Regions from separate parts of the Zea mays genome. Here region 1 is linked to region 2. A link is a contact called in public Hi-C data. All regions are on one chromosome and are shown on one strand. The core of a region is the stretch at or near the end of the contact, and the rest is flanking DNA. Distances in the headings are between cores, read along the strand shown. Region 1 holds the start of LOC100285632. Region 2 holds the start of LOC100383322.

Region 1 (4,258 bases), core at 189-2,688, 300 kb before region 2:
TATCCATTCGCTTTATTTGAGTTTTTGTTTGGTTGATTGTATGCTCGAGACGTGTGTCGCATAAGCAGATGCAAAATAAGTTACTTTGGTTGCATCTAGAGATACCCTCAAAATGGACGTATCCAGTTGGCCAGGATCATGCGTGCCTGTGCGTGCTTGCCCACCCAACCAATCAAGCGTTTAGTGTAGCTAAATATAATTTTATTGTAACAAAATTATTACATAGATTGTTGGAAGTTATTCAATGTCGCATCCTACTTAATTAATAAGAGCATATGAAAAACACTAGATCAACATGGGAGGCAGAGTTATCATGCCATGATCACTACACTGTTTATATAGTGGAGTTTGAAATAAAGAGTATGATATAAGATGTGATAAGAAGTTTATTGGAGATAACCTTATATTTCAACAGGACACAATGTTTCAAGAAATATATTGTCATCTAACAGCATTGATCACCGTCTTTGAAATGATGAGTTTCTTCTCAATCTCCCTAGCGGGTTCAGTGAACATTTTGTCATGCTTGTGATTTAAAGCCAGTACGTTTGGCTTTAATTCGTACAGTTTCTACTGGTTCTATAATATTTTGTCTTTATCGATTGTAGTTATAGCAGTCCGAACATCTGACTTTAGGAGGTGTTTGATTTATAGGGACTAAGGTCTCGTTTGGTTTGAGGGACTAAAGATTAGTCACTTCATTTTAGTCCTATTTAGTCACTAAATTGTCAAATGGTAGGACAAAAACATGGACTAAATTGTTTTAGTATGTAGTCTCTTAAGAGGTGACTAAAAGAGACTAAACCATTTAAATTCCACTTTTTGCTCTCTTTTATTTCAGTTGCATTAACGACGAGGAATGTTATGAGGTATTTTAGTCCTCTTATAATTTATTTAATGTGTTTTAAATTGTTTTAGTCCCTAGAACCAAACAGAGTAGGGACTAAACTTTAATCTCCTAACTAAACTTTAGTCTCTGGGCTAAATGAATCAAACGGGGCCTAATTTTTAGTTCCTCTGTTTTATTCAATTTTAGTCTTTAAATTGTTAGATATGGATAGTCCTTGTATTAACAATCTAGAGACCAAAATATTATAAAATAAAGGAACTAAAAATTAATTCCTATAAACCAAACATCCCTTAATCCTAAGCGAACAACTCCTTGCTTTCTCAATCCCATTGATAGTGAACTGCCTACTGTCAAATTATTTTATTTTTTGTCTTACAATTATTGTACAAACCACCCTGGAATTCCTGTAAATGCACAATTGCAGAAACATTCATATAGAGACAAAACAACAAATAGAGAAAAAAAAGATGTTTACAGATTGGCTCCCTCATTGGTTGGCTGTCTGTGTCCTTCCTCCCGTTCTTCCCTTGCTTCCCCGTCGCGCTGTTCAACGTTCAAACCCTTACACCTCCTCCTCCCTTGGCCGCGCAGTCGCCATTGACGACCCCCTCTCACTCTCCCCTCCCTTAAATCCCTCCTCTCCCCGCGTCCTTCTCCCCATCAACGCTTCATTCGCTCCAGTCTCATCGAATCCAATTCACAGCCAGCCAGACAGGGCGGGAGATCTCCAAGAAGCTATCTTGGAATCCGAGAACACCTTGCATTCGCGGTCAGTCAAGGATTCGAATTCTGACGGACGAGCTCTCCGGCCAAAAAAAGTCAAATAATTTTCGGGATAGCTCGGGTGGCGTCTCGGCAACCGGAGGAGACCCCGGGGGATTAAGGAAGGGGCAAGATGGTGAGGCTGCCTTACACAACGGCGCTGACCACGCTGTTCAGCTACGGGCTGCTCTTCGCCTTCGGCCAGCTCAGGGATTTCTTCCGCAAGTTCGTCGACTGGTTCAAGGCCAAGAACGTCAAGGTACGCAGGGCGGCCGGCCGGCCGGCCGGCCGAATTCCGCCTCCCCGCACCCGGATCCGGGAGATCCCGTCCCAATTTTTCTTGGTATTTCTGATTCAGCGTTTGGCTTCATACAGGGCTACGCGCCGATCTGCCTGGGACTGGAGGATTTCTATGTGCGACGACTGTACCTGCGGATCCAGGTGAGATAAACACATCCGAATTCATTGATGTCCGAAGAAATTTCTGTGTATTATCTTGAAAATAGGCTGTGCAGGTGTATATTTGGAGCGCCCTATCCGAGTACATTGAAGTATGCTATATGTTCAAAGGATTAGATTTTTTTGTTTATTTATGAGCATTTTAAATGCAATCTTCCTGATTTTTATGCCTATTCTTTATGCATTTGAATGTCTTATGCACCTGGCACTAGTGAACATATATGCCCGCTATGAATATTATTCTAGACCAAAATACTATATATTCTGAAATACTTGGAGCTGTAAATTACATGTATTTTCCTGGTTAATGTCGGATTCAAGTCTGTTTTGCTAAGCAAGATTGTGCACCTCAGGATATAACCAATCCGTCCTTTGTGGTTTTACAGGATTGCTTTGGTAGGCCGATAGCAAGTGCACCTGATTCATGGTTTGATGTTGTTGAGCGCACCTCAAACGACAATAACAAGACATTACAGTAAGCATTTATTCTATTATTCTAATTTATGGAAACAATTTCAGCTTAGCCAATACGACAATAGGCTAAACATAGTTAAGCATATCTTTCATTCACTTTTCAAGATGTAAATTGAATGATCATTCAGACATAAATTATTGCAAGAAAAACAAGTTCGAACTGTCGCTAATGCTCATTATTGTTGCAGGCGTACCTCAAATACCACTAAATGCCTCAACCTGGGCTCGTACAACTACCTTGGCTTTGCCGCAGCAGATGAGTACTGCACTCCACGTGTTATTGATTCTCTCAAGAAATACTCAGCAAGCACCTGCAGTGTTCGTGTCGATGGAGGTATGCTACATTCTCAACATGCTTATATTTTTACAACTTTTTAGGAACATAAGCTGATCCCTTTCATCTTGTGACAGGTACGACCAAGCTTCACACTGAGCTGGAGGAGTTGACTGCACGTTTTGTTGGAAAGCCTGCTGCTATCCTCTTTGGCATGGGTTATGTTACAAACTCTGCCATCATTCCCTGCCTAATTGGAAAGGTCTGATCAAATGCTTATATATCCACTTTATGAAAAATGTGGCTAACCGAGGTGATTACTTTACTGTATCTAAACTGAGGATGATCATTTATTTTACCTTTTTGCATTATTTCAGGGTGGGCTGATAATTAGTGACTCTCTGAATCATAACTCAATTGTCAATGGTGCGAGAGGATCTGGTGCAACTGTTAGGGTTTTCCAGCATAACTGTGAGTTATTGTGCTTCCGGCAATGCAAATCAATATTTGGTCTCTCTTGTTCATGACTTACCATGGCAAATGAAATCTTACAGCCCCTGCTCATTTGGAAGAGGTCTTGAGAGAGCAGATAGCTGGTGGTCAACCACGGACACACAGACCATGGAAGAAGATCATTGTCATTGTTGAGGGTATCTATAGCATGGAAGGGGAGCTGTGTAAACTCCCTGAGATTATAGCTGTCTGCAAGAAATACAAGGTCTTGAGAATTTTCTATGAACTACTATTAGCTGTGTGCAACAAAGAGGGCTAGTCCTCTGGTCTCCCATAACAAGCATATTCATTTACTCCTTGTTCTGCCAAACAGGCTTACACATATCTGGATGAGGCCCATAGCATTGGTGCTGTTGGACAGTCTGGCCGCGGTGTTTGTGAACTCCTTGGGGTTGACCCAGCTGATGTAGATATAATGATGGGTACTTTCACCAAGTCTTTTGGATCATGTGGTGGATATATTGCCGCATCAAAGGTACATACTACTGAAAGCGATCATATTACAACTGTAGCACTTTGTAAGACCGAGTAGAAGATTGACCGGTTCCTTTTACTATATAACTTTCAGGAGATAATTAAGCACCTGAAGCATAGTTGCCCAGCCCATCTGTACGCTACTTCCATGTCACCACCAGCAGTCCAACAAGTTATCTCTGCTATTAAAGTTATCCTTGGGGAGGATGGCTCCAGCAGAGGTACTAAACCAGCTTTTTTTAACACTTTTATTTGTGCCCTTTTCGTTTGCAGCTGTGTTAGTGTTCAATTAAATGTTTTTTTTTCTTGTGATATATTGAAGGTGCCCAAAAACTTGCACGCATCCGTGAGAACGGTAATTTCTTCAGGTCCGAACTCAAGAAGATGGGTTTTGAGGTTCTTGGCGACAATGATTCTCCTGTTATGCCCATAATGCTTTACAATCCGGCTAA
Region 2 (3,756 bases), core at 1,066-3,565:
GAACTTAAAGCCATACATGCGGAAAAATGGTAGTTTATGAAAAATTGTATGAATCAAATTGTATTTGTTAGCATGTATGATCGACTATGCATTGTGGTTGCGAATTAATTTAAAATCTCTCTAGTTATCTATGTGTGCTATTAAAATTCATTTAAATTGTATTTGCATTTTTTTTGTTAAAAATTAAAATATTAATATGGTAATCAAATCATAATCGGTTCTAATTGAGAACCGCTTGTGATACGAGTAGTGCATCACAGGCGATTTTTTCATTACGGACCATTTGTGAAACAAATCGAGCACCACAAGCGGTTTGTATTTCGGACCGCTTGTGATACTAATACATCACAGTCGGTCCGAATAGCCTGGGACATCCTAGGCGGTTTTCTATCCGAACCGCCTGGGATGTAAAAAGCCTACCGCTTGTATAGAGCCAAATTGTACTAGTGCGTGGAATATCCCATCATTTAACATGTTACTTATAAACTTAGACACGCATAAAATCTTCGGCCGAGGCATTAAGATTATCTAAAATACGGCAACGCCCAACCCAGACAATAGTAACATAAAAAGGATCTAGCTAAACATTATCATGATGACGATTTAAACAGTAGACTAAGGGGCTGTTTAGTTCGTGGCTAAACCTGCCACACTTTGCCTAAGGTTAGTCGTTCGAATTGAAGAACTAACCTTAGGCAGAAAAGTTAGGCAAAGTGTGGCAAGTTAGTCATTAAACCAAACAGGCCCTAAATACTGCAAGCTTGCATAACAACAGCGGCAAGGGAGAGTTCAGAATCCCTACTTCTGTACTGGGCTCTTTGGCCCTCATGTCTGGCTTCTTTTCTTGCTCCCAGCTTTGCTTTTGGATTTTTTGTGGGAGGCATTCTATGATGGGCTAGCTTCATCACATTGCTGAGGACGTTGAATGACACCATCAGCTGCATTTGTTGCATTGAGCACCTCTGAAAGTGAGTAGGGCTAGACGAAATACTCGTGGGCTCTGTAACTCGCTCGACTCGGCTCGTTAGTAGTTCGGCTCGACTCGGCTCATTTTAATTTTATAGTGAGTCAAGCTAGCATTCTAGCTCGGTTCTCTAATGAGCCAGCTCGGGTTAGCTCGTGAGCTAGCTCGCGAGCCAAACGAGCTAAGCCACAACACAAGTTTGTCTAGTCGTTCGTGTCGTCTCATCTCTCGTAGTCTTGTTTTCTCGTAGTTATGATCTGTAACGTGGACATATGTGAATGTGTCATGTGCTTAAATATTTGCATTATTGCATGGCTACATACCGACATTGAATATTTAATATTTGATTATTGGTTATGGTTTCGTGAACTTCGTTTCTAGCATCATATGGTGTTAGTGTTGTGCAATAAAATGTTACATATTTGTGGAATGGATGATGAATTACTTTATAATGATGCTTATTGCTATCTTATAATAAGGTTTATAAATCAGTAAGTCAGTACATATTTGGTTATTTAATTTAATATTAAAAGTTAGAAGCGCTAGGACGATGTTATGATAATAATATTATAAAGGTTTTGGGTTTGTAGTGTTAAACACTTAAAATATGATTTTTCAGTTATATATATATTTATGTATATAGATCTTTGTATTTAGTTGTGTGACTCGCGAGCCTAACGAACTAGCTCGAGCTTTCTAACGAGCCGAGCTGAGCCAGCTGTTATTTAGCTCGTTACATTAACGAGCCATAACGAGCCGAGCTGGCTCGATATCCATCCCTAAAAGTGAGCACCCCTTCAAATATCGAGAAAATGAAGTAATTAAAGAACAAGGAAGATTAGAGCTCCTCTATAGAGCTATGCCTCTCTCCTGCCATGAGGGCATGAGGGCCATGACGGAAACGTTGCCACGGTTGTTTCCCTATAGTACACAGAATATGAAGTTGGGGGAGATATGGGGGAGAATGTTGGAGACAGCCTACAAACTACTCCCTTCATTTTTATTATTTCACGTTTTGTAGTTCAATTTTACACTATTTGACGTCGAATAAAAAAGGATGCATGTAGTATATATTATGAGGTTGAACTAATTTGTACCTTGAATAAAGAAAATTAGTGCCCCACTGGAAAAAAAACGGTCCACCTAATTTGTTGGAAGCGAAGTTCAAAACTCAAGAGAAAATGACCATAATGCATTAAATTTCCGATCAAACTTGCGAGAGACAGTTCTGAACAAGACGTTGAACTCGCGCCATTGATGCTTCTTAATTTAATAGCAGTGGCGGTTGCACTCCTCCCACGACGGTGGCCATAGTTTAGTCGCAGCAGTACAGGCTCCACTTGGGAGCGAGGACGAGGAGGCGGGTGCCGCTCCTGTGGCTTCGCCATGTGCTCTCGCCCCGCGTCCTCGGCTCCTCCCTCCTCGGTATCTACATGCCATTATGCCAAGATCTCCCACTCTCCGATCTGACCAGGGCCGGGCCACCGCAGCCATTTGCGTCTGCTCTTCCCGAATCCCTGTCTCGCTTTGCCCTCCGTTTCTCCAGCTATAAAGCCGGGGGGTCCTGTGGCGTGTGACCTTTTTATACCGGATGTGCAGCGCAGGGTCAACTTCGTCAGGTTTCTTGGCTCCAACAACCTTCCTGGGTCACTCTGTAAGTACACTGGGCTGGGGGAGTGAGAGTGCCTCATGTTCTTGATTGGCTGGATGTTCTTGGATAGGATGCTCATCCATCTTGGTTGCTGCTTTTGCTAACCCCGTACGTTCTGCCGATCTGTTCTGTTCGTCTTTGCTGAACATGAACTCTTAGTTCAGTCGAGTTGCCGTACAGTATTCCAGATCAAGTGTGGGGGCTCAGATCCACAAGACCACTACGTGTTCAAAATACCTGCAGTTACTTACTAACACATACTGTCGAATTCTTTGATATGATTCTAAAACTTGTATGGTATGATGAGCTCGAGTCTAGTTGACCCTCCCCAGCTGAAAGTATTTGAAGTTTGATTCATTGTCTATTTCTTTTCTGTGTTCACTGCATCGAGAGTTTAGTTCGTTGTTTTCTTTCTCCGTGTGACTCTGCTCTCTTCATTCGATTCACACTGTTGTTAATTATCAGCCAGTCAGTCAATCTCAAACTCTCCATGCGGTTTCAAAACATTTGATGGCAACTCCGCTCCTCTGAATTCGACTGCTACCCAGAAACTGTAAAGAGATGGGGTGTGGCCCATCAATCCCCGACAAGTACACGATAGGTGGGAAGGGGCGCAAGCGCCGGAGCGTCATACAGGAGGTTGCCGTGTTCGTGCCCACCATCCGCATCCCAGTGGCCTCTGACATAGCTCATCCGCTCAGGGGAATAGTTTCCAAGGATCTTGTCGACCGACTCTCCACACTCCGTGCCCATGTCGCCTCGCTGGCTGAAGAAATCTGTATGTTCATCTCTGATCTGTCGTTACTACTGCTCAGCTCTGCTCTGCTCGCCGCCTGAGCTTGGTTATTGTAAAAGGTTCTGATTTACTGTTTTGAAATTGGCGACCCTATGCTATGCGAAGATCACGCGGACGTATCAGCTGTTCAAGAACTGCAGCATGCGCTAGAGGAGTACTTGCCAGTTGTTCTTGGTTTAACAACGAAAGGTTCCAGCCTTTTCTTGTTCACTTCTGTGTAATCTCTTTGTTTTTTTTTTTTTGAGGAATCTCTTCTGTATAATCTTCATGGTTAATCACTCAAAGAATTACAATGTAAATCTGATTGGTCTGAACAGAGAGCCGTCTTGAATCGTCAGTACAGTT

The links. A called contact is a pair of places that touch in the nucleus more often than the background predicts.
Region 1: a Hi-C map of tassel shows a contact between it and region 2, with 3 times the contacts expected there. The contact joins the promoter of LOC100285632 here to the promoter of LOC100383322 in region 2. A contact is called at or near these places in 2 of 25 Hi-C or Micro-C datasets (ear and tassel).

The regions. Positions count from the first base shown.
Region 1 is chr4:23,916,266-23,920,523 of Zm-B73-REFERENCE-NAM-5.0, reverse strand. LOC100285632 reads left to right here and starts at 1,438. Exons shown (of 12, transcript NM_001158523.1): 1 at 1,438-1,871; 2 at 1,988-2,053; 3 at 2,458-2,546; 4 at 2,734-2,879; 5 at 2,957-3,081; 6 at 3,197-3,290; 7 at 3,374-3,537; 8 at 3,646-3,807; 9 at 3,901-4,027; 10 at 4,129-4,258. The coding sequence starts at 1,746.
Region 2 is chr4:23,618,742-23,622,497 of Zm-B73-REFERENCE-NAM-5.0, reverse strand. LOC100383322 reads left to right here and starts at 2,315. Exons shown (of 12, transcript NM_001175980.2): 1 at 2,315-2,618; 2 at 3,164-3,393; 3 at 3,517-3,600; 4 at 3,729-3,756. The coding sequence starts at 3,177.